Regions from separate parts of the Mus musculus genome. Here all the other regions are linked to region 4. Evidence: chromatin contacts called from public HiChIP or PLAC-seq, Micro-C and promoter capture Hi-C data. All regions are on one chromosome and are shown on one strand. The core of a region is the stretch at or near the end of the contact, and the rest is flanking DNA. Distances in the headings are between cores, read along the strand shown.

Region 1 (4,278 bases), core at 114-2,613, 600 kb after region 4:
TCCTTTTGGAATCAGCTCTGGAATCTTAGAGCCCCTTCCCCACACTAACAGGTACAGGATATAGGGAAGTGTGACCTCTGTCACTTTCTGGGGTTGTCCTGGCACCCTTTGCCTGCTGGTCAGTGGCTGTCATTGTTTTGGTAGGAGGGTTTGGGGCAGGGGAATATGTCCCATACCTGAGCCCTGTTAGGTTACTTCTGGAGAATGTTCACCAAGGGTTGTCAGAAGGCCAGTAAACATGTACCCAGTGTTCTCTGTCTGAAATCTGAGCAGGGAGTCCCGCAGGGCCTGGCAGGGCTTCTGGAGACTAGTGTTATCAAAGGCTTGTGCACCAAAGCTGGAGACAGATCTCCTCCCTGCCCTGCAGGCCTGAGGCTGAGCTGTGCTGCCAGGCCTGCATACTGGGGCCGCTGCTTCTGCAGATGCCGCTGATGCCACCATCACCACCCAGGGATGCCCCGGGGAGCACCCCGGACTCTAGCTCAGGGTTCACATCAGTCTCTTAGCTGAGTGACCTTCACATCAGCCTTCATGCCCTGGGAAGAAGAAAGACCCTTGCTGCAGGCAGGGATAGGGAAGCTAGCTTTACTCTAGTTTTCTCATGGTGGGTGTTTCTCCCCTCAAACCCCTGACCAGGGTATTAGTGAGGCTGGACCATACCCAAGTCTTGCCCTGACCAGCTTAAAGTGTAAGGTTGGGACGCTGACTCCAGAGCCATAAAGCTGACTCTTGGGAAGAGGATTCCAACTCACCCTTCACCTTGCCAATGACCTTGAGTGGACCCTGCCCCGAGGGCCAAAGGGCCAACCCTTCTGCTTCCTGAAGTCTGAGACTCCCAGGCCAGACATGCCAAGGACAGCACCTGACTTAGGTTGTGTGGTAAGCAGACTGTCAGGAGTGCGAATGGATGTAATTAGTTGGGTGGTACACAGCCGCACACAGGCTGGGGAGGGAGTGTCAGCATGTTTGGTTGTCAGGCCCTTGGGATCCAAAGCAGTGGTGGGGTTGGATGAAGGAAAACTGACTTCCTGGCACAGCCCACTTGCCCCCAGGCTTATTGGACCAACAAGGCTAGGCTCCATGAGGGAGTGCCCAGAAGAAAGCCAAGAAACGGTGGGAGGGGTCCTTGCCAGTGTGGAAATTAATTCCACCCACTCAAGGAGAGTCTCTTTCTTTTTTTTTTTTTTTCCTCTACACTTAAGATCCACTTCACACTGAAAATTCCTGACACGCAGAAATGAGCTGTGCTGGGGGTCAGAGGTGGGGTTTGGGCTGGAAAGGGAGGAACTTGGCATGGGGCGGGGCTTAATCAGGAGACAGGGCTTTGAAGAAAGACTCAGGGTTCAGAGAGCCAAGGTTCCAGGAGACCAGAAAGTCTAGGGGCCAGGCAGCCCTGGAACTCTCTGGAAAGGGTCCCAGAGAAGAGCTAGGGAGAATGGGATCCAGGGAGGCAGAAAACGAGGCTTTTACACACAGTTGGGGGAACTTCAGGGTAGGGTGAAGAGGACCTACTGAGAACTCCACCCCCACATGGTGAGGTAGGGGTTCTGAGGGAGGGAGGGAGGGCAGTTGGGGGCTCTCCATGGTGAAGGAAGCCCATTGGGGCTTCTCTGGAGGTGGGGATCAGTTGAGGACAAATGTCCAAGAGAGACTGAGGATGGGAAGGAGATGAGGCGGGGAGAGAAGAAACTGCTTGGCCTTGAGTCTTAGAGGACAGTATTGCTTAGAGCAAGTCATGTGTAAGGACCGAGCACTGTCAGGGCCCAGGATGGGGGTCAGAAAGGTCATGAGCGGGGTACACAGACCGAGCTTTAAGGAAATCAATGTAGGGGTGTCTGAGAGGACCCAGGCTTCTGAGTAGCACATCTGTCCCTGAGGGCAGAGCAAAACTTGTGAAGCAGGGACAGGCAAGCCTGTTACAGGTCAGATCCTTCAAGTCCCTGTTATGATGAACATATTAGAACATATGTCAGACTTGGGTGACAGGGACTTCAAAAAGGAGGCCCAGGGCAGGGTTCTGAAGATTGTTGGTGAAGGGCCTGGACTTGGACTCGGGAGAAAAAAAAAAAAAAAAACAACCCTGAACATTGACCTTGGGGACTTGGGAGACAGGATTGAACAGAGATGAGTGTCCCTCTGGGGTTTGATGTGTTGCATCCCAGTCAGGTGGGAACTATGATCTGCAGTGTGTAGACTTCAAGGGACCAGAGACTCCCAAAATAAGCCTGATTAGAGATGGAGACTTGAGCAGCTCAGACAGGGCTTAGCAAGTAGCGAGGTTGGAGCCCAGCTGGGCAAGATCAAGGAAGAGGTGGGTGAGGGCTTAAAAAGCTGATACCAGGACAGGGCCTCATGAGAAAAGGCTAGGACCGCCACGGGACTGAGGATGGCAGGTGGGACTCAACAGGGCAGGGAGAAGAGATGCTAGGTAAGGGGGTTCTGAAGGCACAGGTCTTGGAGCTAACAAGGTTCAGGTGGAAGAAATGTAGGGAGAAGGGGGGTCAGCCGTGGGAATAAAGTGGAATGCTCAGCAGACAGACTTGCCGGGACTTGAGGACCCGCGAGAGAATTTGAGCACAGGTGGACTGGGGTAGCAGCGGCTTGGTGGTCGGTGGATATGAGAGCCATGCAGCTCATGGGATAGAGGGGTGCCAGCCTTGCGACTCCCCGGGGTCCTGGCTTCCGGGCTAGCGGGCCCCCTCCCTCCCTAGGGAGGAGGCGGAGGTGTCTGCGACGCCGCCGTGAGTCAGGCTCTGGCTGCAGCCGCGGCCGGCCTGGCGCTGCGGAGCGCGCGCGGGCAGCGGGGGAGGCAGCGGCGCCAGCCCCGCTCGCTCCCCGCCCCCAAGGTTGGGCCGCTGGGACGCGATCAGCGGACAGACAGCGGGAGAGCGGAAGGACGCGCGCTCCTAGGTTCAGGGGTCTGACCCACTCGTCGAGTCGCCAGTAGGTGAGCGGTACTGGTGACTGCTGCAGCCCGGGGTCAGATTGGGGACCACCCAGTTCAGCCACAGCCCCTTGCTATCACCTCACCGGCGCCGGGTGCGCCTGGTGGCGCAGAGCTCCGGCGCCAAGCTGTCTCTTGGAAGTGTCCATTTCGCAGAGTGTCATTGTGGGTCTCTTGGTGGCACGGTTGGGGGTGGGGACAAGAGGGGAGGTGAGTGGTTCTGTGTGACAGTGTGCGCTCTTAGGGTCTCCCAGTGCCGCTTTCTGTTGGCTTTGGAGTTTGTAGTCCTGCACCTGCGCGGATCCTCCGGAGATGTGCCTGAGCCTGTGGGGCGGTGTGTAGCGCTGCGTGTCTGGGTGGGCAATTGTTTACCTGGCGCGTCTGGGCGCAGGAGTATGCTGGGACTGGAGAGCTGGGCTGGTGATTGTGTGTGTGGTGCGTCTTGGTGTGTATGTGCTTCAGTGAGCGCTTTTCATTCTGCCAGTCAATGACTAGGGCAGTGTCACTGTAGCTCTGAATGCCCTGAGTGCGTGGAGATGCGGGGCGCTCTGCTTATCGCAACAGGGTGTCACTCGGGGTGCTGAGGGGGAGCTGTTGTGTGTGTGGTTGTCAGTAGGCGCAGATGGCAAAGCGATGAAAAGCCCTGATGTGCTTGCCAAGACTACTGCGAATGGCTTTGGTATTGGCTGTGGCCGGCTGGGTGGGGGAGGCAAACTGGCAGCTGGCAACCTCACAGGGATTTCCATCTCCCAAAGACCATTTATGGGACTGTAGGGGAAATGCTGCAAGGCTCCAGGTTGGGTGCTACTGGGCGCACAAGGCCCAGCAACTCCTCACTCTGTCCCTCCCTCCAGGCTCAGGGCCCCAGCCAGTGCCCAGCCCTGCTGGGAGCCCCGGCTAGCACCACGGACGGCACCCAGGAAGCCCGAGTCCCCTTGGACGGGGCCTTCTGGATTCCCAGGCCACCAGCAGGTTCACCCAAGGGCTGCTTCGCCTGTGTGTCCAAGCCTCCTGCCCTGCAGGCTGCAGCGGCTCCAGCTCCTGAGCCTTCGGCCTCACCCCCCATGGCACCCACTCTGTTTCCTATGGAGTCTAAAAGCAGCAAGACTGACAGCGTTCGGGCATCGGGTGTCCCGCAAGCCTGCAAGCACTTAGCTGAGAAGAAGACGATGACGAACCCCACCACAGTCATCGAGGTCTACCCGGACACTACGGAGGTGAACGACTACTATCTGTGGTCCATCTTCAACTTCGTCTACCTCAACTTCTGTTGCCTGGGCTTCATTGCTCTGGCCTACTCCCTCAAAGTGAGCCTGGGCAGGGGGTGGGCAGGG
Region 2 (4,298 bases), core at 570-3,069, 630 kb before region 4:
TGTTGGGGGTCTGTTGCCCTCTTCTGGCCTCCTCAGGCACTGAACAGATGTAAATGCCGGCAAAACATTTCTACATGTAAAATAAAAATTATCTCAAAAACTTTAAAAAGAAAGTACTGGCAGCAAAAATACAGTATTTTTGAGAAAGTTGTGAAGTTAGCAATATATGCTCTGATCACTTTAATATGTTTAATACTTTATGTATGTATATAATGGGTTTGTATATGCTTGGCCCAGGGAGTTGCACTATTAGGAGTGCCTTGTTAGAATAGGTGTGTCACCGTGGGTTTGGGCTTTAACACCCTCATTCTAGCTGCCTGGAAGCCAGTCTTCTAGCGGCCTTCAGCTGAAGAGGTCTAACTCTCACCTCCTGCCTTGATGATAATGTACTGAACCACTGAACCTGTAAACCAACCCCAATTAAATGTTGTCCTTATAAGAGTTGCCTTGGTCATGGTGTCTCTTCACAGCAGTAAGACCCTAACTAAGACCTATGTGATACATTATTTCTCTGCTGCCCATGAAATGAACCAATTCAAGCCTGATTAGAGTACATATAGGCAGGTTTATTAGGAAGCTGCTCTCAGGCGAAAGTTCACTGGCCCCAAGGACTGAGGCCAAGGAAGTCACCATGGTGGGGGAGGAGAGAGAAAGAGAAAGGGTGTGAACATAGAGAAGACAGGAGGAGCGATGAGGAAGACCAAAACATCTGGTTTATATAGGGAAGAGCCTCTGGGGGAAGGGCAGTCCAGCCCCTGGGCTGGAAAGTTCAGGGTTACAGCAAGGGTATGCCAGGTAGGGACTGAGGGATGCTGAGAGAACCTGGAGGCCAGGTTTGCTTTGAAATATAAAATTTGCACCTCAGTCCCTTGTCCCAAGGGTACATAACCAAACAATACATATTACCAAGTATCAATTATTTTTTAATTAATTATTTATTTATGTTGAGACAGAGTCTCTTATGGAGCCATGGCTGACTTGGAACTCACTGAGAACTGCCTGCTTCTCCCTCCTGAGTTTCCAGGAATTAAGACCATGGTTGCCAGAATATATATATACCAGAATATATAATTGTATTTATTTATTTCCCTGCACACACACACAACACATGTCTTTTTCACCACAGGCATGCAAAGCCCACAAGGATCAAAAGAGGGTTAGGATCCCATGGAACTGAAGTTACAACCGGTTGTGAGCAGTTGTGAGTGCTAGAAATCAAACCGGTGTCCTCCAGAAGAGCAGCCGTGCTCTTGACCACCGAACCATCTTCCAACCTCAAAACGGAGCTTTTAAAAAAAAAAAAAAATTGTGAGACAGGGTCTCGCTATATACCTGGCTATGTTTCTAAAATAATACTTTCCATTTCTTCTCATAAACCTCCCTCTGATGGTGTGTCTTGGGAGGCGACATCAGGAATTAAGGAACACACAGGAAATAAAAGGATTCAGGAGAGAGTGTAACAGGAACCACCTGTTTCCAGGCTTGTGTGGCCTTTTGGAGAGTGTCTCAGAAAAAGGCGTCTTCCTCGCCCCTCTCCTCCAGTCGCTGAGTCCCTTGCCCCACCCTTTCCCTTGCATCTCTTTAATCTCTACTCGTTTTGCCCCGCCCCTCTACCCAGCTCCTCGCCCCTCCCACTCCCCCATTTCGTCCCGCCCCTCCCAGCCCTCTTCAGCAGCCCGGGTTTGCGCTTCTCACTGTCTTAGCCCTTTGGTGTCTATTAAGTTCCGCGCCAGCGTAAACCATAGTATTCTCCCATCATGCCCCACGTCGGCGTCAGTTTGCAGTTGCCTAGCTACTGGACATGCCCGGAAGACGACTGGTGGGGCGGGACTTCCGGCGCCGCGGTTGCATCAGATTCTGGAAGGCGTCTGTGGCGGCGGCCGCGGGTCTTGATTCCCAGTGATGGCAGGTTCCTCCGCGGAGCAGGGTGAGGTTTGCGGGATGACTGTGGAGCTCTGGGTACAAGCATGGCCCGAGTAGGCAGTACCGGGCTGGGGCTGTGTGGGCAGCATGGTCCAAGGAGGCAGTGCCCAGGCCAGTGCTGTGGCGACAGCGGTGGAACGAGTGGGTAATGCCAAGCGAGCCAGGGGTTGGGGGCAGCAAGACCCAGGGACTCAGTGCTCAGGTCGGGTCTGTGGGGACAACCATGGACTAAGTGGGCAGTGCCCAGACCAGTGATCCGAAGATAGTAAAGGCTTAAATGGGCAGTGGCAGGCAAAGGCTGTTCGGCAGAGGATCCCTGGGCGGGAAGTGACCAGCCAGGGCTCTAGAGTGGAGGCTATTGGGTTGGGCAGTGGCTAGGTCAGGGCTCTAGGAACAGTGCATGCCCAGGTGGGCAGTGACAAGCTAGAGATCTGGATTAGGCAGTGACTGGAGTGGGCAGAGATGGATCCTCAGGTGAGTAGTATCCAGTCCAGGGCTCTGGGATAAAACGTTCTCCGGTAAGCCTGTGGGGACAGCCGTGGCCCAAGTGGGCAGTGCAAAACCAAAGCTCTGGGGATGGCCAGCGTCTCAATGGACAGTGGCAGGCCAGGACCTGGGGGTGGCTGCCATGACTCCCTGAAGCTAGAGTACTCCTTGGTGGGACCTGACTCCTGTCTTGTAAGTGCCTCCCTTCCTCAGCTTCAATTTTTTGATTGGGTTAAGGCTAAAGTTTCCTTGGATACTCAGCAATAGGAGAGATGGTCCTGTTTCAAATAGCCTGACTCTAGTTGGTACCTGGATGAGACCTCACCACTCCCCCTCCTGCCCTGGCTGGACTTTGGGGGTAAGGCAAAGGCCCAAAGATTGTTTTGGTCTTCTGCCCAAGCAGGTGGGCGGAAGGGCACATGAGGTTGGTACTTAGGGAAGTAGGGCAGAGGAAGCAGGGACTCCGTGTACGCATACATGAAAGAGCTTGGGGATTTATGAAGGCTTTAATCTCCAGTGTGGTCAGCAGTCACCACAGAGACCTGTCCAGTCAGAGCATCACTGTCAGAGCATCATTGGCAATCTACTTTATTGCCAATTGGGAGATTCCCTCAGAAAGCAGTCACTTACGTCACCCCAGGGTAGACCTGGGCCTTGGCAGATCGCTGAAGAGCAGTGTCTTTTCTCATCTTTTTAGCAAGTGGGTTCTAGAAAGAGCAAAGGCCTTGGCCCATATCCTGGAAGGTGAGAAGCAAGCCTTCAAAGGCAGAATGCTTAGTGTAGGTTTTAGTCTCTGTGATGAAGCCAGAAATTAGATGTGAGCTCTGACTTCTCAGTTACCTGTCTCCAAGATCTCTCAGGCATCCTGTGGTGCTCTGTGGTTACTGTGGCCTTGCTGGATTCTGATCACCTGAGTACCCAGATGACAAGACTGCTTAGCATGTGCCTAGTGACAGTGGTACCTACCTTTGTATTCTAGCATTCCACTCAACTGGCATGCCTAGTTTCTATCTGCTTCACCCACAGCAGCTTTTGTAAGTCCACCTAGACTACTATAACACAGAAGCATGGCCAGCAGCTCCACCCTGAGCTGCCCAACAGGTCTAGGATCACAACTATGCCCATACTCACATTACAGGAAATGGGTCCTGCCACTGAGGGTGGTGTAGTCATAGGAAGAACTTGGAACAGTGCCAGGTGTGTAAGGACCAGGTCTGTCAAGAATGGGACTCTGCGACTCCATCCATCCATCCATCCATCAATCCATCCAATTAGACAGGGTTTCATATAGCCCAGGCTGGAATTCCCGATCCTTCTGTCTCCTATAGGGATGGCAGGTATCACAACACCATGTCTAGCTTCCTCTTTGGCTTTTAAGTAAAAGTGTATACATGATGTGCAGATCTCAGGGGAGATCACAAGTCCTGAGGGAAGATGATCCAGGAGTCAGAACTTCCATGAAAATCCAGGAATGGGTGTGTGGTGGCATGTGCCTGTCACTCAGTAATTTTAGTGCTCCAGAGGCAGAGGTAAGGGGATCTCTAAGAATTCAAGGCCAGCCTGTTTTACATAGTAAGTTCGAGGCCAGTCATAGATAATAGATACATAGTGAAACTTTGTCTCAAACAAATTAACAAAAAAACGAAAGAAAAAAGCAACTCAGAGAAGGTAGCCACTTTTAACAAATCCAACAAAGCTATGTGTGGCTACACATCAGTAATTCTTACACTCTGGGAGATGAGGCAGGAGGATTACCAGTTTGAGACCAGCCTGGACTACATGGGATCCTGTTTTAAACAATATAAAACCACTCAGGAACTGGAAAGCCACAGTACAGAGATGGCCTTTAGTTGCAACTTGAGGGCACTGGGGTGATTGCTTTTCCCTTC
Region 3 (3,875 bases), core at 394-2,893, 720 kb before region 4:
GAACACCAGTTTGATCTCCAGACTCATATCAGGCAGATTACAGCCATGTGTATCTCCAGCTATTGGAGATATGTCACCTCGAGCCTCTGGAGGCACCTGTGCGCATGGACACGCACGCGCGCGCACACACACACACACACACACACACACACATGCACACACACACATTTTAAAATAAATGTTTTAAAGGAGCAAAGGGCAGAGGGCAGAGAAGGACCTGGAGCACAAATATCTAGCCCAGGGTAGACAGGCCTCTTCCTTTCACCTCCCCTCCACCTACAGTGTGGGACAAGGCAGATCTGTAAACTGTATGCAGAAAAGGAAAGCCACTAGCCTCCCCCTGCTCCCGAGCTACTCAGAGACTGGTGGGACAACAGCATCCACAAGTGCACAGTCCTCTCCTCTTCCCTTCCTCTACTTTCCCTCTGCTTCCCAAGGGTGAGGGACAGTTCAGCGTGTTGAACTAACCAAACTTTCTAAACACTTGTTTGTGTTTTGATTTGGTTTACTCCTGAGCAGACACCAGCCTGAGGGAAGACAAGAAATAGAAGAGCATCAGGCTGGCCAAGGAATTGGCCCCTCCCACTCCCCAGCCTAGGTGAGGGCAGATGGGCACAGGCTCCACTCCCTGGCCCTAGGGAGAGAGGCAAGAGATGAATTAAAGAGTACCAGGTGCCTGGAGCCAGGCTCCTCTTCTTTGGGGCAGCCATTGAAATCCAGGTCTCTGAGTCCTCCCTCATTTTAAAGAGGAAGTGGCATTTGGAAGGGAGATGGATGGGGCTGGTAGTGGGCCACTTTTTCGAATACCTGGAGGGGGCGGGTGGAACAGATGAACCAACCCAAGTTCCCTAGAGAAATAAGCATTCTACTTCCTGTGTTAGACTAGTAGACTTGGCTTAAATGTCCTGTGTCCCATGAGCTTGGATTGGCACACACAGTGGAGCTAAACACAGTGAAAGGAAGAAGAGGTGAGGGACTCACAGTCCAGGGATGTTCATACAGCCCTCCTCCCCCGACACACCCCCCCCAACCCCAGCACTGGAAGAGTGCCTACGAGTCCTGGATATTTTGAGGTCCTCAGAGTCAGCGAGTCCCACACAGCCCCTCAGACTCTGACAGTGAAGCCTTCAGCTGCTGCTCCAGACCATTGACCAGTGAACACTCACAGGAAAGCTACAGGGATAGAGTTACTTCAAACTTCCCCATGTTGAGCTAAGACAGTGTGTGTTGTAGCTTATCTTCCTCTTTTTGTTTGTTGCTTTTGAGAAGGTTTACAGTCTGCTGCAGTCTGACTTTTATAACGATTCCAGCTCTAGTTCATGCCTCTCCCTCCACTCAGGTCCAGGAAAATTTTTAATTAACTTATAATAAAGAGCAGTATACTGTAATGGAAAACAAACGAAGGCAGAGAATTCGACTTTAGCTTGCTGCTTATAACAAATATGATTCTGTTAATAACGTCACAGGCATTTAAAATTACTGTATTTATAGAAAACTAGATATTACTGAGCACTGATGGTGGTGGGAAGGCAAGAGTGGTGGCGCTGGACCCGCCCACGAGATTAGGCAACCATACAGAAACCAATCCGCTGACAAGAGGCGTGGCCACCAGCTTGAAATAGAGCTCCTCCAGCTGAGTGACACCATGCTAGCTCACAGCCATGGTTACCTTCAGCCACGTCTCCAGTCTGAGTCACTGGTTCCTCTTGCTGCTGCTGCTGAATCTGTTCTTGCCGGTGAGTAGATATGGCCCTGCGGAGCTGAGATTCGCGCTGGGCACCGGATCCCCGGGCTGCAGAGGAAAGCTACTGCGGGCGGTGAATTGGCTCTTCCGCCAGGGTCAGCCTTGGCACCGCCAACCAACTCCTCAGAACTTCGTCCAGAGTTAAGTGGTCCAGAGTTGGGGAATTGTGGAGGTGAAGCAGAGGCAGGGGAATGGCCAAGCGGGTAGCCAGAGAAAGTGTGTCCGGTTGGTCCCTGAGCTCCCGGACAAGACGGACACGCCTCTCCTCGCTTTCTCATCTGAAAGCGGTCCTTCCGAAGGTGACTCGGGAAAGTGCCATTGCGGACTGCAGTGGCCCGCGCGACTGTGCGCCTTGGGTGGGTCCGGCCCGGCTCGTCTTGGGGTGTAGTACTAACTACTACAAAAGGATCTGTGTGGAAGGCCTGGCTATGCCTTTCCTGGGCCTTTCGGGTCTCTGCTAAGTTCGTCCCGAGATCGCTTCTTGTCTCTTTAATCTTAAACTGCAGTTAAACCTAAGTTAGTGGGCAGCCTGATCTACATAAGGAGTCTCAGAACAGCCAGAACTACACACAGAAAGGCTGAAAACCAAAACAAACTAACGGAAAAAAAAAACCCAAAAAAACCAAACAAATAAAAAAAAAAACCAAAACCAACCAAACAACCAAACAAAAAACCTAGACAATCCTGTAAATGACATTTTAGTTACAGCCAACTTAATTTTATGTCAATTTTCTCTCATAAGAGTCTTCAAACCCAAAAATAGGCAGAAAAAGGTTTATGTTTTATAACCTGTAAGGATATCCATTTTCTAACACATTCAGATCTTTAGTTATAACAACAACAACAACAACAAAATAACCCTTAGATTGTTCTAAGATAGTATCTGAGCAGTCAGAGACCACTTACATGTAATCAGCATTTCTTTAAACCATCTAGGAGCTGGTTAATAGTAATTCTTTGCTAGCTGCTGGTGAGCAGCTTTCACAGAAATGGACCTAGAGGGCATCCAGCTTCCCTGGGAATCTCCTGGGCAAGGGGCCAGAGGATATGCAACTCAGAGGTGACTTCAAAGTTCCCAGCACTTTGAGGGACTTCGAACATATTTCACAGGCAGGTTTCACATGGGATGGCCCTTGACCCTGAAATCTCTTCCCATCCCTATTAGGGCTCTGGGGCTCCATGCCTGCCCAGGCACCGCCTGAAAAGTGGTGCATTTTGTCGTCCAGAAATCCCCAGAAACAATCTAGACAATATTAGGCTGTTTTTGTTTTTGTTGTTGTTTTAAGGTTGTTGTAAAGAAAAAATGGTGATCGTCTCAAATAATGCCACAAAAAGAAGGTACTCCAAAGAAAGACTGAGGGTGAGCTGGGCGGGGTAGTGCACGCCCTTAATTCTAGCAATTGAGAGACGAGGTAGACATGTTTGTGAATTTGGGTTTAGTCTGATCTTTATAGTGAGTTCTAGAACAGCCAGACTGTGTATGAGACACTGTCCTGTAAAAGTCAAAAATAAAAATAAAAGACTGAAGATAACATCTCTTTCAAGAATATTTTTTAAAAAGACTATCCTCAAAGAATATTGAAATTTTAAAAAATAGGGTATGTGTGTAGATTTTTGGTCTTTTGAGACAGGATTTCTCTGTGTAGCTCTGACTGTCCTGGAATTTGCTCTGTAGACCAGGCTGGCCTTGAACTCAGAGGTCTGCCTGCTGGAATTAAAGACATGGGCTGTGAAGATATCCTACTAAATCCACTGTCTAACCTGTGGTCATGTCCTTCCTAAGTGTAAGTACAGGTGAAGCAGGCCATCTCCAAGGGGTAAAATAGTATTGCCTTCAGGGCAGTGATGAAGTGTCAGCTTCAACATATAATAATGGTGACGATGAATCAAGATGAAGGTATTGAACCTAGGAACCCTAAAAAGAAGACTCCTGCCTGGCGAGTTAAGGGCAGAATTCCTGACAAAATAAATGGGCAGAGAATACCAGAAAGATAGAGATAGATAGATAGATAGATAGATAGATAGATAGATACATAGATACATAGATATATAGATACATAGATACGTAGATACATAGATACATAGATATAGATAGATAGACAGACACAGACAGACAGACGGACAGAAGACA
Region 4 (4,345 bases), core at 52-2,551:
GCGTGTGCAAGGATGAGCACAGCAGTGTGTATGGAGGTTGGAGGATATCTTGGATGTTGGTCCTTCCCTTCCAGCCTGTTTAAGATAGACGTTGTTGTTCATTATTGCAGTCCTGGGGCTAGCTGGCCTGGAAGTTTGAAGGAATTCTCTTCTTGGCATCTTGGGTTTCTATGGGTTCTGAGGATTTGAACTCAGGTCCTCACACTTGCACAGCAAGTGCTTTACTTAACAATCTCCCCAGACCAACTGGATTGCTCCAAACAGCAGAGAAGTGACTAGACTTATCCAAGTGCTCTTAGCAGACACCCGGGAAATTTCGACTCACTGCCCACTTCCCACAGCAAGGTTATCAAAAGGCTGGATTAGGATGATACAGCCTTGACGAATCCTGGAGAGTCATGGAACCTGCAGGCAGCCCCACACTGGCAGTACATGCTCCAAGGCAGTGCGAAAGCAGAGAGAAGCCTGGTTTTGGTAGCCCTCCCCCAGTCGGATATTTACAAAGAAAGTAACTCCAGGTTACTACCCACAGGATAGACCACTTGAACCCTATAGGTCTTGCTTGGCTCCCAAGCACCTACCTAGTCCTTTGAGGGAAAAATTGGGCTTGCTACGGCCTTGAGAGCACACTTCTGGGACAATGGGGCAAAACTGAGACTTTGACAAGGTCAGTGCATTTCCCTTCCCCTTCAACCTTCCCTCCACCGGCCTCAGGGGAAGGATGGGACTGAGAGGTCTGCTGGAATCCGAAGAAGTGTTATTGAACAAAAAGTCCAGGAACCGAACAAAAACTAGTCTGGGTAGATTCACCATTAGGAAAAGAGACCCAGACTTGGAGAGCTGGCTGTAAGGTGCAGATGGGTGACAGTGTGAGAAAGGAGTGGACTTGATTGTATTCTCTCAGGTCAGGGCAACCGGTCCTGGGGATTCTTGAAAACACAGAGGCATGGGGTGTGCATGAGGGGCTAAATGGGTACAGGTGCCCAGGAACATGAAATTTCCCATTACTGGTCTGAACCACTCCTCAAGCCCTTCTCACACTCAAGGGGCACAGGTGTGCTCCTGCAATGCGTGGACACCGGGTCCTGGTGGAGGAGCAGGGTGGGGCGGAGTGGGCGTGGAGCCTTGTGCGAGACACTCCCCCATCTCTGGAGCCACGCGCCAGGCGTACGCTTCCTTCTGGCCCCGGCATAGGACCGCGCCAATTGTCATTGGCCAAACGGGCGATCCCAGATTGGCTGAGACCCCGGCTCCCGCCTCCTCCGCCAGGGGGAGGGACGTGGGTGCGGGTTTGAGGCTCGTGCTACCCTAGGGGGTCGCGCTCTTCTGCCTCCTACCTCTTGGTCACCGCAAAGCTTGGTCCGGTTCTTCATCCGGCTGCAAGCGCTAGGTGTGCGGAGACCTGGCAGCTCTTGGGGCTTAAGGGCTGAGCACCAGGACGGGTGGAGGTGCCTGTAGAGTACATTCGGACCCTCTCTCGGACCCTCTCTCAGCCCCTGAGTGTGCGGGACCTGCGGAGCGCAGTTCGGGATCTGCACTCGAGGATTTTTCGAGGACGCAATAAGCTAAGCATCTGCCCGGAGCATGGAAGCACGTCAGTAGGCCATGAACTGCACCCGGGAGGGGTGGGGGTGGAAGCGCACGGTGTCAGCTTTGCAGAATGTGTACGCCAAGGGGAGGGTGAAGCGTGGCGGGAGGGCGAGGCGAAGGAAGGAGGGCGTGAGAAAGGAGGCGGTGGCGGGCGGAGGAGAGTTATCTATACTTTTTAAAAAAAAGGAGCCGCTTGAGCCGCGTAAAGGGAGACTTGGGGAGCGCCTGACAGCACGCGCGGGACACGAGAGTACCACGCTTCCCTACTCTTTCAGACCTTGACTGGTACGGGGTCCCAGGACTGCAGGAGGCCAGCGACGCGTGCCCTAGGGAGTCCTGCAGCAGTGCCCTGCCTGAGGCCCGTGAAGGTGCAAACGTCCACTTCCCACCGCACCCGGTTCCTCGCGAGCACTTTTCCTGTGCCGCACCAGAACTCGTAGCAGGGGCCCAGGGGCTGAATGCAAGCTTGATGGACGGCGGCGCGCTGCCCAGACTCATGCCCACCTCGTCTGGAGTCGCTGGAGCCTGCGCTGCTCGGCGGAGACAAGCGTCTCCGGAATTGCTGCGCTGCAGCCGGCGGCGGCGATCTGGAGCAACCGAGGCCAGCAGCAGCTCGGCTGCCGTGGCACGCCGCAATGAGCGCGAGCGCAACCGCGTAAAGCTGGTAAACTTGGGCTTCCAGGCGCTGCGGCAGCACGTGCCGCACGGCGGCGCCAACAAGAAGCTGAGTAAGGTGGAGACGCTGCGCTCCGCGGTAGAGTACATTCGTGCGCTGCAGCGGCTGCTCGCAGAGCACGACGCGGTGCGTGCCGCGCTCGCTGGGGGGCTGTTAACACCCGCTACTCCGCCGTCCGATGAGTGCGCGCAGCCCTCTGCCTCCCCTGCCAGCGCGTCTCTGTCCTGCGCCTCTACGTCTCCGTCCCCGGACCGCCTGGGCTGCTCTGAGCCTACCTCCCCGCGCTCCGCCTACTCGTCGGAGGAAAGCAGCTGCGAGGGAGAGCTAAGCCCGATGGAGCAGGAGCTGCTTGACTTTTCCAGTTGGTTAGGGGGCTACTGAGCATCCCACCCCCCTAAGGTAAGTTCCAGGACGGCGGGGAGGCGAAGCAGTAAGGGAGACACGTGGTGGGCGGGCCTGACACTTAGCGCCACGGGGACCCTGTGCAGCCAGGACTCAGCTGGGGCGATCACTTGGATTTCGCGCACGCTTCATTTTTCCTCAACCTTTTTCAAGCCTGAGCAAGACCGGCGTTTGTTTGTCCGGGATTGCAAAACTTCCTCTCAGAGCTCTGCTGTGGGTGGGGGAAGGGGAGGCCAGGGGAGGGGAGCGGCCTCAGGGCCGGGCCGGCGAGGTCCCAGTGCTGTCAGAGCCTGGCCGAGTCGGGTGCTGGAGGCGGGGTGAGTTTGCATTGCAAATCGCGTCCTAGGCCGGGGTGCGGAGTGAGTCGGCTGGAGCGGGCCCCTGAGTCACGGCGGGCAGGTTCTGAGCGTGCGCCCCGCCCCCGTCGGCGCCTCTGAGCGGATCGAGGCACCCATGAGTTGAGACTCCAAAACTAATCAAGCAAACGAAACTGCCTACTGCGCCTTGGGAGGTGGGGCGGTGTCCGTACACATTGACACCTTTTATCTTCTTCACAGCTGCATCCCTGGGTGACTCCTGGTGGACCTACCTGCTTCTAGCCCAAGAAACCTGGGCCTATGCCTTACCCATGCTGTCTAGTGCAGCCTGACCAAATGCCAAGTGCTGACTGACCTCTGCTCGGCCTCCACGCCGCGGAATGACATCTTCCATCTTCCGGACCTTGCAGCATCAGGACTTGGAAATTTCTCAGGATAAAGATTTTTACAATGACAATCTACTTTTTATCAATTAACTTGAACTGTTGTAGGACTCTACTGAAAATATGAAGAATTATTTTTATACAAAGGATCCTTAAGCTTGGAGCACAATAAAGATGACCTCTGTCCCTCACCCCCACTGTCTAGAACTTTCCAACCTGGCCAAAGTGTGGACCGGTTGGGCCCTGAGGGCAAGATGCCTGGCTGCACCCTTCTTCCTCTTCTGAAGCCTATACTGACGCTGATGTTTGGCCAGTGTGGGAACCCTGCTGTTGCAAAGTGTACTATTCTATAAAAGTTGTTTTTCATTGGTGTTTGCAGTGCCTTGTACCTTCTCAACCTTGCATCTGTCTCACCCTTGTTCCCCAGGTGCGGTCTAAGCTGGGGTGGATAGTACTAGCCCAGATTTCTCTCGAGACCTGTATTGCATGGGTGGATACAAAGGTATTGGGTGCCTACTCTAGCCATCTCTCCAGAGATGGAAAAGCAATTCAGACACCTAGGAAGGCAAGGTAGCTGTCTGTGAGCCTGTGTCTGCCCTCCAGGGTGGCTCTCCCCTGGGAAGGATCTGTGTAAGAGGGGCAAGTGCAGGGTGCTAGGCTGAAGGCAGAGCTCTGGATTGTGGGCATCTCTAGGCCCAGGTCTCTCTTCCTTACCACTTGGGTGGCCCTTGGCAAATTGCCTTATTTGCAAATGGTATTGAGCTTAAAGCTCCCTCCCAGGTTTTGGATAACCTGCCCATGAGCTTGCAGCCAGTGTGTGCTAGGCACCCGTGCTGACTGCTAGGGTCAGTGGCCATCGTGAGGCCCTGCAGATAGATCTTTACTTTAAGATTCTCTAGTGAGCAAGGAAGACCTGGAAGCTTCCTCAGTACTCCCCACACAAGTTCCCTAGCCTAGGGAGCCAAGCTGTGATTGCT
Region 5 (4,355 bases), core at 28-2,527, 770 kb before region 4:
CTGAGAATGAGCCCGCCTAAGTTCCTTACCTGTGCACAAGATGCTGGTACTTGCCCACCAGGTGGAACCCCTAGCCTCTGTCTAACAGGGGAGGCATGGCTAAGGCTGAGTGGACAAGGGGTCTACAGAGACTGGAAGTTGTCTATTCCAGGTTTGCACGCCACAGCCCTACCCAGTGGCTTTTAGCAGCAGTGGTTTCCCATAGCCTGGAAGCACTTCTGCTGTCCAGCACCTACTAACAATGTGGGAATCAGCTGGGGCTCTGCCCACACTCACACCGGTATTCCTGGGGTAGAAGGTTCTGCTGGGAAAGCCTCTATACCTTTCTGTGTCCTACCTGATTCCAGCGGCTGGAGGAGGCAGGCTAAACTTCCTGCTTGGGTGGCTCTTGGGAACTCTACAGGAAGGACCCTTACACATACACACACACCCCAAAGAACCTCATGCTGAGGGTCTCAGCTGGAGAACTCTAAGATCAGCCTCTATATATGGGTGGTATCAAATTAGAAAAGTGTCTTCTAAATACAAGAGGATTGAGGAGTCTAGAAAGTTCTTGGAGAGTGGTAAAGGGTGGTAGACACATAGGAGGTCTTGGTTATCAGGATAATTAGTTTAAAAAGTATTATTATTTCTATTTGTGTGTGTGTGATGTCACATGGGTGTAGGTGCTAAGAGAGGTTGTCAGATCACCTGGAACTGGAGTTACAGGTGGCTGTGAGCAGCTTGACCTGGGTGCGGAGAATGGACCTGTGATCTTCTGGAAGATCAGCATATGCTCTTAACCTGAGTCATCTCTCCAGCCCCAAGAGTCAGAGTCTCAGCCAAGGCATCCTGAAAGAAGTGTAGTGGGAATCATGGATGGTGACCAAGGGGTCCCCTTGAGCCCCTGTGTAGGACAAGGACAGTGGGGTTTGGTTTTGGGAGAGAGAGGTCTTATGTTCTGGAAGGGGAAGGGCACCGCACCCAGGTATGCTTCTCAAATAGAAGACCCCTCCCAAGATTAGCGCTGCTTACCGCCACCCTCCCCTCCTTTGGCTATTTGTGGGGCGGTGTCCCCAGCCCTGGCGCGCAGGTGCCACCGACTTGTCTATACTTAAGGATTCCTATGCCCCCCAGCCTGCACCGGGGAGGAGGCTCAGGCTCCGGGCAAGGACTGGGTCCCCAGCGTGCCTCCCCAGCAGCCGATCCGCCCTTGGTCCACCCGGGGTTTTGCGTCTGCCGCGCTCTCCTCCCTCCTCCGCCCTCCGCTCCCTCGCTCCGCCTCGCCTGGATCAGCCCTCTGGTATTTCCTGCTGCTCAGCGACAGCTGAGCCCCTCGCGGGCCCAGGCGGCCCGGCCCGGCCCCAGCACTGAGTACAACCAGCACGGTAGGAGCTCCGCTGCTGGGAGGACCGGGAAGGATGGGGCTGGTGGAAGGCCGAGAAAGGCCAGGAGGGGATTCAGCGGGCCTGAGAGGCTTCAGGGCCACAGAGCCGGCGTGGGGGTCGGGGAGCCCTCAGGGGCTGGTCTGGGGGAGCCCCTGCATAGATCCGAGTAGACCCAAACAGCAGCTTGTATGGGAAACAGCGCCTGGCTGGGGAGTCCAAATGCCTGGGGACTTCTGGGTGGCGGGTGGGGCCCGCGTGTGGGTGCGGCATGTCCAGCCCCGTTTCCCACTTGGTGAGGCTAAAAGGAGTCAGGACTAGGCGAATGGGTGGGAGGGTCTGGCAGCCTCCGACCCAGGATATGGAGGGGTCTGTACCCCAGCCCAGCAATAGCAGGGAAGGGGTGTCTAAGAGGTCCTGTAAGATCTTGGGTCTGAGATCTCAGTTCCCTGGCTTGATTCTCAGGATGGTTCGTCAGGGTCCGCAGAGCAAGTGACTGCTGACCCATCTTGCCCTTGGACTCTGTCCACCCATGGCCTCTCATAGGACTTGGCCCTGAGAGAAAGGGAGGGAGCTTGGCATTGTCCAGATGACTTGAGCTGCACTTGCGGATTTCTACGACTGGGGTGGGTAGGACTTGAGCCCCTCCCAGCCACAGGTCCAGCTGGCTTTGCCTCCCACTTCAGATATCCTGGCTTTTTAGGTCCAAGTCCCTGATCCCAGTTGTGAGTGGCTCCTGGGGTTGTGGGTAGACACCCCCAATTAGGGCCAAGGGGGGCTTTTTCACCCCTCACCCAACCTGAGCCAGGCTGGGCTTGGCTTACTAGAACCACTGATTTGAATTTCTTGTCTTTTGCTCTCTGTTTCTCCCTGGGACTTGTCACCCACTTGTCTGTACTTAAAGGTTCCTATATGTATCAACCTTTGGCTCCAGCCTCTGCTACACACCTCTGTCTGGTCACAGGAGCAGAAGTGGTGGTGTCAGGGCCTAGAGAAGTGGGAAAGACCCTTGGATGGGGTGGATATTGCACTTTTGAGTTTGTTTTCCATGTCCCCATCATCCGTCTGCCTGTCCGTCCGTCTGTCTGTCATTTCCCCCTCTCCCTTGCGATAACAGCCAAGTGGCTGACTTTCCTTACTACATTTCTGCCCCAATATCTTTGCTCAAGCAGCAGCATGGATGGAGGTGGGGGTGCTTGCTGAGATTTCGAACTTGGTGGGGTTCCAGAGGAGCGCAGAGAGCTTTGCAGGTGTCAGACAAATCAGGGTGATCTGGGTGGCAAGTGGTGACATCTGGCTGTCCCTTTCAGGCTCCTGACTGCAGATCTATTGTCTGCCTGCACGTGTATGGGGCAGCGGAGTGGAGCCTTTTAACAAACACAAGGCCTGGGTGCCAAGGAACCAAGTGTTTGCCTCTGTCTGGTTTGCTTTCGCCAGGCGGTGTTTAGAGAAGGGTGAAGCATCTGGGTGAGGCTACTCCCCCACAGTGCTGTGCCTTGTCTCAGGGAGACGGCTGTGCTGAGGCCCAACCTGAGCAGCAGCAAATCCTGGATGTCAGAGGGGTTCTCCTGCCCAGCCAAGGGGTGTGAGTCCTTCCAAGCCTGGCTCTGGGCTCTCTGCCAATACCTAAGGCATCTCTTCCCCCACACCCTGATTGTGTCTGCCATGCTGAAGATATCCAGGGTCAGTTTCCCTTGTCACCCAGGCTTCTTCCAAGAAGCACTCTCAGTACAGTAGAGATCCGGCATGGCACAAGGGGGTGGGGGAGAGACAGAAATGGCACATGCTGGGGAGTATTGTGTCTAGAATTATGTATTGTGTCTGTACTGGGGCCTTGAGCCATCTGTGGTTCACAGCCACATACAAGTAGACACACGCCACTCCTGGCACACCGGTACTGAGCTTGCTCAAGGTAGTAGGGGTGTGTCCCACCTTCATCCCCATTTATTGTTCAAGAAAAGGGTGGGTCAGAGCGTGGGGCTGCTTCTTGGAAACATGTGGGTCTGGGAGCTTGAATTCTGACTCTGAGATACAAATGACCTCAAGCACGGGGGCCTATTGAGTTCAAACGCCTCCCTGGAGGCACTGCAGGCTGTTTGCAGGGCTGTATGCAGCCCAGGTGAGCATCTTCAGTGTTGGGTGGGGCAGGGCAGTGAAGCTGGCCTTTCCACAGGCTGCCCACTAAAAGCCATACTGCCTGTCCTGGGATGATGTCCTGTTGCTATTGAAGGCTGTCCTGTAGGAAAACTACTGTTCTCTGTGAATCCTCATGTGACTTACTGAGCCTTAGCTCAAAGATAAAGAATTCACAACCTGCCCAGATCCCTAAGGGTTTACTGATCACTCATTAGAAAAATATGCATAGATAAGGAATTTTGCAGTGGGGTCAAGGACCCTTGGATTTGGATTTGGGATCCCATTGGGAATGTCTTTGCATTGCAGTTTCCAAGCGTGGGCTCAGGAGCATGCACACATGGGAAGCGGGTTGCCTTGTTCTGCCATCTCAGCTGAGGGGACTGGCACCAGTCATGGCATCAGGAAAAGGCTTGGGATGCCATTAGGGCAAAACAGAGGCTCCAGCTTGGAGTTCTTTGTCCACAGATCTAGCTGGGGAATCTTCATACCTCATAAAGAAGGAAGGATAAGAGGCAGATGTGCAGACGACTGGCCCACAGTGGGATCCTTATGAGGGTGATGATAGGCCTGTGGGATGGGAGGGGCCTAAAAACCATTGAGAAAAGGTGGGGAGCCACCTAGTCAGACCCCTAGGGTCACCCTGGTCAATGTAGCCTTACTAAGGTTATCCAGGTCATTGAGACATAAGAGAAAGCCTTTATAGGTCAAGGCAGGAGCCTGGCTGACCAGTGTAGATTGACCAGTATGGAAGAACCTAGAATATACAATGGCCTTTGATCAAGGCTCAGAGTCACTCAGGCTCTAAGCTCAAGCTTCACATGACTTTCCCAGCTCCCCACCCGCCCAGCTCCTGCA
Region 6 (4,091 bases), core at 677-3,176, 530 kb before region 4:
TTGAGGGACTCAGGGTCTCTCTTTCCACCATGTTGATACCAGGAATTACACTCTATCCATTACAGTGGAAAACATGTGCCTTTACCCATTGAACCATCTTGCCAGCTCTCTTTTCGTGGTTTTATATTTACATTTTGTGTGTGTGTGTGTGTTTGAGTGCTTTACCTGCATGTAATGTACGCATGTGTGCCTGAGGACCTCAGAAGAGGACTTCCTTTCCGGCCATGAATAACCGTAAGCCACCCTGTGAGGACTGGGAACCCAACCCAGGCCTTCTGAAAAATCAACAAGTACTCTTAACCCCGGAGTCCATCGGTCCAGTCTCAAGTTTCTTTTTATTTTTGCCTATGTGTGTGTGTTCTGGGGGGAGGGGAGGGGAGAGCAGGAGAGAGCTCCCTGGAGCTGGAGTTACAGATGGATGGTTGTGCGTTACCCAACTGTGAGCAGGAACCAAACTTAGGTCCTCTGCAAGAACAGCAAGCACTCTTAACTGAGCCACCTCTCCAGCCCCTTTACTTCATTTTTGCTTTGCGGCTTTGGTTACTCTCGGGCTCACTGTAAAACCCAGACTGAGCTAGATTGGTCCTTCCTGCCTCAGCCTCCTTATTGTGGTATAAACCTGCCTTAGAACAACACTAGGCCACCGAACTGGAGTTTTAGGCTGTCTCAATTGTTTAAATGGAGGAACCTGTGTTTTCACTGGGAGCCAGTCCACCTAGAAGCATGGTGTCTGGTTTTCCAACAGCCAGGGGTGGAGGTGGCGGTGGGGATGGGGGAAGGGGTGGAGGTGGGAGAAGGGGTGGGGGTAGGGGGAAGGGGTGGGGCTGAGGGTTTCCTTGTAGCGCCTCTGTCCTCCATCCCACCCCAGCACCCCTGCCCCCATCCCACCATAGCAGGGGACTCCTGGGGTCCCTAGGCCAGTCCCTCCCCCATCCCTGGGAACCCTGGAGGAGCTGCGTCTGCTTCCTACTACTATTAAACCTTTAAAGGCAGAGGGTAAATAAAATCTTGCACTGAAAGGCGATGACTCAGCCGCCCCCGCCGCCCCCGCCGCCCCCGCCGCCCCCGCCGCCCCTAGCCCTTAGGTCGGTCCCCTCATTCCCCAAGCTAGCTTTGCTAGCTCCCGTCCCCCCCCCCCGCCCCCATCGTGAGTTTCCAGCACGTCGAGGTTGTACAGTCGCAGCCCGAGGTGTCTGTAGCCTAGATTGGGGCACACGGGAAAGAGGCAGGCCTTTCTCTTCACGTGGCTGAGCACTGCAGGGTGCTGTTCCTCCTCCACTTCTTCACTGTCTAACTTACTAAAAGGTCATTGTCCCATTTTACAGAAGGGAAAAGAAACTGAGATAATTTCGAGGTACAACTTTGGGGAGCAACTTGGGTGATAAAGCCTGTTGGGGCAGGGCTACTTCCCAAGAAAGTCTAGTGGGTGGCCTTTGGATGCTCGCCCAAGGTGGGAGGAGACGGTGGCCAGGGCTTGGAAAGAACCCGTGAGTCCACGACCCGCGTGTTCGGTCTCCCCGTGAGTGGGATTCTGAGCGCGGTAGTTCAGTCTAGGGGTCGGGCGCTTCCCAGGTCTTCCCGGCCCGTGAGTCACGAGGGGCAGGGACCGCTGAGGTGCATTCCTCTGCAGGCAGGGCCGGAGCCTGGGCGGGGAGGGGACCACAAGTCACTCCACCTGGCAGCTGGGACGTTGGGGCTGGAGGGAAGGCTCGGGGCTCCCGTCAGAGAGGCGCCAATCAGTTCTCGCCCCCCACCCTCCGTCCTCCGATAAGCGGTAGCTTCAAGCAATGGGTAAGGGGCAGCCTGGGGCGGTTGGTGGGGGGCAGCTCCGAGAGCCTGCTTGGGATTGAGAGTGCCCGACTCCGGGGCGTGTCTGGGCTGCGGGGCGGAGTCCTTATAAAGACCACGCCGCGGCCGCGGCCCGCAGCAGAGCGAGCGCATTTGGTGCAACCTTTCGAAATGGCTTCGAAAATCGTGATGTCTTCGAAAACCGTGAAGACCTCCGACGAGATCCTTTGCGAGGGCGAGCTGGAGAAGCGAAGCGACAGCCTGTTCCAGGTATGGAAGAAGAAGCGCTGCGTGCTCACCGCCGACCGCCTGCGCCTCTTCTCCGGGAAAACCAGCCCCGCCAAGGAGCTGTTTTTCCACTCCATCCTCAAGGTGGACTGCGTGGAGCACACCTCTAAGTACGTGTACTTCACCATCGTCACCAACTATTACAAGGAGATCGACTTCCGCTGCACGGTGGAGAGCTGCTGGAACGCGGCCATCACCATGGCGCTGATCGACTTCCAGAACCGTCGGGCGCTGCAAGACTTTCCCCGCTACCGGTATCAGCGCTCTGAGTCTGAAATGCCTTCCGAGCCGGGAGAGCAGAGCGCTCTGGGTCCGTGGTGAGTAACAAACTTGTCCACGGCGTCGGAGTACGGGGCATGGGGAAAGTGAATGGGGGTCATGCCTCCCAGTGGGGAAAACTTCGATTTTAAAAGCCACGGGGAGGGGGAGGGGGGAATCCTACGTCTTTGAAAACCCTTTGGAGAGGGGACCTGGAACGCATGGCAGGAGCTGCTCGGCCCACCTGGAGACTTAAAAGCTGCACCCGGGCAGCTCCTGACTCAGTCTTCTCCCTACAGAAACGCACGGGACCAGTTGAGCCGGGAACCAGCCCACGCTGCCGCATCAGACAGGAGCCCAGGAGCCCAGGGGATGCCCCGGGTGACGCCGCCGCTGCTCTTCACCGAAGATATTCCCGTGCTTGCTGAGCCTTGCCCCGCTGTGCGGGTGCGCTAACTTATTGGACCGTATTTATATTGGTTACCTGCTTCCAACCCACCATTCCGTGTTAATATTTTTTATACCATATTTTCATTCCAAATAAACAATGTCACTTTTCTTTTTTTAACAACTGTGTGGTCTGTGTAGTTCCTGCTGGGGCGAATGTGTGGAAGGGTGGGAGTGAAAGGGTCTCCTATCTGGTGTTATTCCCTCTCCACATCCCGGGAACCATTCAAAGTGCCTTTGAGGGCTGGAGAAATGGCTCAGCGGTTAAGAGCACTGACTGCTCTTCCAGAGGCCCTGAGTTCAAACCCCAGCAACCACATGGTGGCTCATAACCAACCATCTGTAGTGAGATTGGATGCCCTCTTCTGGTGTGTCTGAAGACAGCTTCAGTGTACTTACATATAATAAATAAATCTTGAAGGAAAAAAAAAGTGCCTTTGAATGAACTGTCATCTGCCAGTGGGGCTCAGAGCCTTGCCAGGTCAGGAAGTAGGTCTGGGTGTGGTTTGGCCACCTTTTGCTCCTGGGTGTGGCTTGAAAGGATACTGCTGGTGGCGGGGATTGCTCAGAGTTCACTCACTAGTTAGCACCTCCTGGACATCTGAGAGGTTGCTCTGTTCACTAGGGTGGCTGCCCTCATTGTCCCCTCCCACCCACATACCGTGTGTCCAGCAGTGAATTCAAAGGCCCATTGATTGTTTACTCATTGACAACCTCCATCACTGGACCACAGTGGTTTGAGACAGCCCTCCTGTCCAGGGCCCAGGAACAGGGACAGCACACTGTACACATTTTGTCACAGACGGGAGGCAGGCCTGGCTGTCTCTAATGATGGAGCATTGAGGCCCAGAGTTGTTGCCCTGGTGTGAAGCCTGAGAGCTCCCCAGACATCTGTCCTACCTCTACCCCACTTCTTGGGTCACCTGCCAGGTATCAACTCTGGCTCCTCACCTGGCTGTGGTCCTGTTAAGGGGCTCAAAGTCTGTGTCAGGTGGGCAGGCAGCCAGCCAGGTGGTAGGGCCTAGGACAGAAGTAAATCTCTTCCTCCAAGGTTTTATTGGAGGACAAGCCCCAAAAGGCAGAGTGACAGACACCGAGCAGGTATCATACTTCCTGGGCCTCTCTGGCTATGGGAATGCCATGAAGATGGGGGTGATGATGGGGGTGCCACATGACTTCCAGCTTGGCCTTAGAAACCAGCACCGGGAGGACACCCCCCCACACTTTCTCCTTAGAAAGGAAGGCTTCATCCTAGCGTTGTTCTTTCTTAGGAATTGTCTATTAGAGCAAATGAGGGAGGAGCTTTCTAA
Region 7 (3,857 bases), core at 518-3,017, 690 kb after region 4:
TGAACATATCTACATCACGGCAAAGATGAATCATCTCATTAAGATCCTTGTTTCTAATCTTACCGCGCAAGACAGCTTTGCATGCCGAATTAGCATTTTCATAAGCCAATTGTTTAACAAGTTTATTGTCTGCATGACCCAGGGTCCTCTCTGCAGTCTCAAGCAAACGACTCACAAAATCACTATAGTCTTCCTGGGCTCCTTGAATGACTTTGGTTAGAGGCGTAATAACTGAACCTTTCATAGGAATACCGCGCCAAGCTCCCAGGGCTGCATTAGCAGTCTGAGCCAAAAGACCCACAGAGAAGTGTTTTTGCCTGGCTTCTGTCGCGTATTTACCTTGACCAGAAAGCTTTTCAAAGGTCCAGCCAGCAGATGGCGCCCGAGGATTTTTCTGATTAGCCACTGCAATTGTCTGGCACCGATCGAGGAAATCGGCTTTCCATGAGAGAAATTGCCCGCGTGTTAACACAGTTTGGATTACTTTGATCCACTCACTAGGGAGCATATGTTCGCCTCCCGGAAGAGCTTCTAGGAGCGAAAGCGTGTAGGGGGCAGATGGGCCATAAGTTCTAACCGCAGAGTTAAGCTCTTTTAAGAGCTTAAAACGTAGTCTGCGGAATTCTGTTTGTTGGACAGGAGCAGAAATTTGTTCCTCTGGCTCACGTTCTACTTCGTTTTCACACTCATAATCTTCTCCGCCCTCGCTGTTAGTGTCCGAGGAGAGGTCGGCCTGGGGCCTTTCTAAAGGCCCAATTTCTGCAGAAGCAGATTCGGCACGGGTGGCTGGGGGCTGTGTCTCCGCCGTAGAAGTGGGCGGGTCGTAGCTAGCAGCTCTCGTGGAGCGAGTAATTACGGGGGAAGCCAATGTTTTAGTTTTTACCGCTCGCGGAGCTTTCTTTTTTACGCCGCCCGAGGCTGAGGCTGGGGGAGGGGCAAGGATAGTCTCTTTTAAAGAATTTTGGAGTGAAGCGAGCTCTGTGGAAAGGCGGGCGTACTGTTGCTGGAGCTCTAAAACTTCTTGTAATCCTGCTACCTGAGACGCGAGCTTGTCTTTAGCATCAATGAGAGTAGGGACCGGCAGCGCCTGGGGCCACGGCTCGGGAGCGCAGATTGGTGGCAGGTAGGACGAGGCATTGCAGGGAGGAGCTGAAGCGCCCGGCAATCGCTCGGGCTTACGGGGACGGACTATCTCTTCCTCTAAAGTGTCTGTGTCCCCAGAAATTAAAGGGCTTTCAGCCAAAGATTTTTTAAATTCTAGATTGATCAGTGGCGGGTCAGCAGGCAATGCGCTTACCGGGATATGGGGGTAGAGAGCAGTCTGCAGGACTTCGGGCCTGTCTGCAGCTATTGGAGGCTTTTTAGTAGGGAGGGAGCTCTCTGAAGCTTCCAGAGACAGGGGACAGAGGCAATATTCTGCCACTGACAAAGGCTGCTGTTTCTCTGGATCATCAACTGCACTTTGTATTAAATCACGGATTAGACTCCAATAAGTAAATATATTTGCAGGAATAGCATCGGGGTCCTGCTTTGCCAAAATTTCACTTAATTCTCTTCCTACTCTTATCCATTTCTTACAATGTATCTCTGCGCCATCTATAATAAACCATGGACCTGCCTGGTCTATGAAAATAAAAAAGTTTATCAAATCTTTCTTTTTAACTCTAACTCCTCTTTCCCTGAGAGCCACCTTTAAGCCTTTTATAAAGGCTGCCTCTTTAGAAAGCTTAGTTCCCATTTCTCAGTGGAGATGAATCACTTACCAAGGATTTCTCTCTCCGGTGAGCTGCTGAAGCAGTCCTTCACTTCTTTTTTCTTGGGGTCCCTACGAACTTCTCTGGGGGAGTCAAACTCCGTAATCTCCACCTAAGGCAAAACGCTCCGAACCTCAGTTAGGCGCCACTTGTCCCACCCAGCAGGACCCAGTTCTTCCTGGGTGCAAGGGGGACCACAAACCTGAAGAGAAATGCGAGGAAAGGAAGGAGACGCAGAGACAAAGAAGGGTTCCTATCAAGGTCTCAGTTTATTAGGCTGAAATGCCAGGTTTTAAGGGGAATAGGGAGGGGTTGAGGGGGATCAACTAAGAACAAAGAAGTGGGCATCTGGGGACATGAAGGCCTAATTCAAACTGCAGGCGGCCAGGCACTCTTATCTCTGGAATGTAGAATCCTCCTTAACAGCCTTGGGTGTCAGGCTGGGCTCAGCTTGTAACTCATGTCCTTTGAAGTCTTGGGAGTCAGGAAGAGATAAGGAAGAGGGGACTATAATTCAGCTTTTTACAGCCTCAGGTGCCAGGAAGGAAACAGGGAGGAGGGGGTGAAGACCAGCTCCTTAGCACAAGGCCATTTGGCTTGTTAGGGTGGAAAACTTTGAAAGGCCTACTTTCTTATGGTATGGTCTCCAACATTTAGGGTGCCCATCTATGTCCTCATACAAATAAACAAAACAAAATAAAACAGGACCCCTGCTAGTCATCCTACACCCAAGTCTCTCACTAACATGCAACCAAATTAGGTGTTTATAGTACACACTAAAAATCAAGCTTGCCCTGCAAGATTGAGTACATAATAAGGTCAAAAATAAGCAGGATAGGAAATAAAGAGATGAACCCACATACGAATGTGTTCACCAAAAGACAAAGCAGAGCAGCAGAAAGATGAGACCAGCTGCTGGGTAAGACTGTGCCCTCCTGATTACTCAGCTAAAAAGGAAGGGGAGGGAGTGATGTCCCCTGCAGGAGGATTGTTAAGATGTGCTCTGCATTCATTCAGGGTGCCACAGGGTGCTGAGGACCAGATTTGCAAAGTTGTAAATTACTCCATGTCACCTTTGCTGCTCTGAGCCCCAAGGACTCTCTTATGAAGGAAGGGTCCTTCTTCCTCATATGAACTTCCCAGCTAAGCTCACCAATGGCCAAGAAAGGCTGATGCTCTCAAAAAACTCAATTTATTTCTCTGCTGTACCCTGTAGAGTCAAAATAGCTAATACTGGTTGACTGGGAAGATGAGAAACTTTGTCAGGCAAAGTAATACTGCCCCAGGGTGGATCCCTATACTTCGCTCCAACCCAGGTCACCTAGCTGTGAGCATATCTTGACTGTCTACTCAAATCCTCAGTGAAATACTTAGGATCTGGAGGTTGGGCCCTGGAGCTCTAAAAATCAAGGTTCAACCACCCTTCCTCCACAGCACAGTTACACAGACTAGTAATAACAAAACACAGAGAAGAGACACTTAGTAGAGGTGGCCACATTGAAAGGGGAACAGAGAGGGCCACTCTCTGGCATCCCTACTTGATATTCAGATTTAAATGGAGAGGAGGTGTCCATAGCTAAGCAGTCCTGGTCAAAGTATGGTCATGCCCATTACCAACCCATCATTCTCATGGCTCTCATAAGGTGGAATCTTCCCCAGGAATGAATCCCCTCCCATCCTTTACCTGCCCATGGGTCCATACAACTCACTGGAATACAGTAGAAGAACCTGGGAATTCAGAACCTCCCTCTAGATTTAGATCTGTGCTGTGACCTTGTAACTCTGGCTGACCTGTAACTCTCTATAAAGACCCAGCTAGCTTAGAACTCACAGAGATCTGTCTGCCTCTGGCTCCCAGATGCTGGGATGAAAGACATACATGTCCACACTCTAGTTTGTTGAAAAACACTACACTTACACAGGATGATATTTTCTAAGAAAGGAAAGTCATGTTGGGAAGAAAGGATGGGGCAATTCCCTCAAATCCCGCTTGTGAATACCAAGGTCTGGCATAGCCCAGGAGAAGAAGATGACCAAGTGACCTGTGAGTCACAGGTTTCAGGTCAGAGGAGGAAGCCACCAATGTTACAGCCTGATGAGAGT

What was found. Promoter capture Hi-C pulls out the DNA fragments that hold promoters and counts their contacts. Hi-C and Micro-C count contacts between places; a contact is called where the count stands out from the background. HiChIP or PLAC-seq counts read pairs in DNA pulled down with a chosen protein or histone mark.
Region 1: a contact with region 4 is called in a promoter capture Hi-C map of embryonic stem cells, with 4 times the contacts expected there. The contact joins the promoter of Ifitm10 here to the promoter of Ascl2 in region 4. A contact is called at or near these places in 8 of 39 promoter capture datasets (cranial neural crest, embryonic stem cells, hematopoietic stem and progenitor cells and 4 more), 1 of 484 Hi-C or Micro-C datasets (embryonic stem cells) and 3 of 115 datasets of contacts at active chromatin or transcription factors (embryonic stem cells and large pre-B cells).
Region 2: a promoter capture Hi-C map of liver shows a contact between it and region 4, with 2.6 times the contacts expected there. The contact joins the promoter of Cars here to the promoter of Ascl2 in region 4. A contact is called at or near these places in 3 of 39 promoter capture datasets (hippocampal neurons and liver), 1 of 484 Hi-C or Micro-C datasets (embryonic stem cells) and 1 of 115 datasets of contacts at active chromatin or transcription factors (embryonic limb bud).
Region 3: a promoter capture Hi-C map of stem cell-derived epiblast-like cells shows a contact between it and region 4, with 2.8 times the contacts expected there. The contact joins the promoter of Tnfrsf23 here to the promoter of Ascl2 in region 4. A contact is called at or near these places in 3 of 39 promoter capture datasets (hippocampal neurons, liver and stem cell-derived epiblast-like cells).
Region 5: an H3K4me3 HiChIP or PLAC-seq map of stem cell-derived neural progenitor cells shows a contact between it and region 4, with 2.5 times the contacts expected there. The contact joins the promoter of Osbpl5 here to the promoter of Ascl2 in region 4. A contact is called at or near these places in 1 of 39 promoter capture datasets (pre-B cells) and 1 of 115 datasets of contacts at active chromatin or transcription factors (stem cell-derived neural progenitor cells).
Region 6: a Micro-C map of embryonic stem cells shows a contact between it and region 4, with 6 times the contacts expected there. The contact joins the promoter of Phlda2 here to the promoter of Ascl2 in region 4. A contact is called at or near these places in 8 of 39 promoter capture datasets (cranial neural crest, embryonic stem cells, hematopoietic stem and progenitor cells and 4 more), 4 of 484 Hi-C or Micro-C datasets (all in embryonic stem cells), 2 of 115 datasets of contacts at active chromatin or transcription factors (embryonic forebrain and embryonic stem cells) and 2 of 9 other capture datasets (embryonic stem cells and liver).
Region 7: a contact with region 4 is called in a promoter capture Hi-C map of hippocampal neurons, with 2.6 times the contacts expected there. The contact joins the promoter of B130016D09Rik here to the promoter of Ascl2 in region 4. A contact is called at or near these places in 3 of 39 promoter capture datasets (the 3T3-L1 cell line, hippocampal neurons and liver).

The regions. Positions count from the first base shown.
Region 1 is chr7:142,370,831-142,375,108 of GRCm38.p6, reverse strand. It overlaps Ifitm10 (interferon induced transmembrane protein 10), which reads left to right and starts at 1,363. Exons shown (of 3, transcript NM_001347541.1): 1 at 1,363-1,533; 2 at 3,799-4,251. The coding sequence starts at 1,531.
Region 2 is chr7:143,597,611-143,601,908 of GRCm38.p6, reverse strand. It overlaps Cars (cysteinyl-tRNA synthetase), which reads left to right and starts at 1,819. Exons shown (of 23, transcript NM_013742.5): 1 at 1,819-1,927. The coding sequence starts at 1,903. It overlaps Gm15579 (a long non-coding RNA gene), which reads right to left and starts at 1,805. Exons shown (of 2, transcript XR_870064.3): 1 at 1,696-1,805; 2 at 1,051-1,286.
Region 3 is chr7:143,683,643-143,687,517 of GRCm38.p6, reverse strand. Tnfrsf23 (tumor necrosis factor receptor superfamily, member 23) reads left to right here and starts at 1,643. Exons shown (of 6, transcript NM_024290.4): 1 at 1,643-1,736. The coding sequence starts at 1,662.
Region 4 is chr7:142,966,220-142,970,564 of GRCm38.p6, reverse strand. It overlaps Ascl2 (achaete-scute family bHLH transcription factor 2), which reads left to right and starts at 1,301. Exons shown (of 3, transcript NM_008554.3): 1 at 1,301-1,594; 2 at 1,866-2,665; 3 at 3,226-3,743. The coding sequence starts at 1,585. The coding sequence ends at 2,647.
Region 5 is chr7:143,737,282-143,741,636 of GRCm38.p6, reverse strand. Osbpl5 (oxysterol binding protein-like 5) reads left to right here and starts at 1,277. Exons shown (of 22, transcript NM_001199227.1): 1 at 1,277-1,367.
Region 6 is chr7:143,500,359-143,504,449 of GRCm38.p6, reverse strand. Phlda2 (pleckstrin homology like domain, family A, member 2) reads left to right here and starts at 1,926. Exons shown (of 2, transcript NM_009434.2): 1 at 1,926-2,393; 2 at 2,634-2,902. The coding sequence starts at 1,960. The coding sequence ends at 2,634.
Region 7 is chr7:142,281,373-142,285,229 of GRCm38.p6, reverse strand. It overlaps B130016D09Rik (a long non-coding RNA gene), which reads right to left and starts at 1,767. Exons shown (of 1, transcript XR_003946899.1): 1 at 1-1,767. Gm45889 (a long non-coding RNA gene) reads right to left here and starts at 2,016. Exons shown (of 2, transcript XR_870059.2): 1 at 1,764-2,016.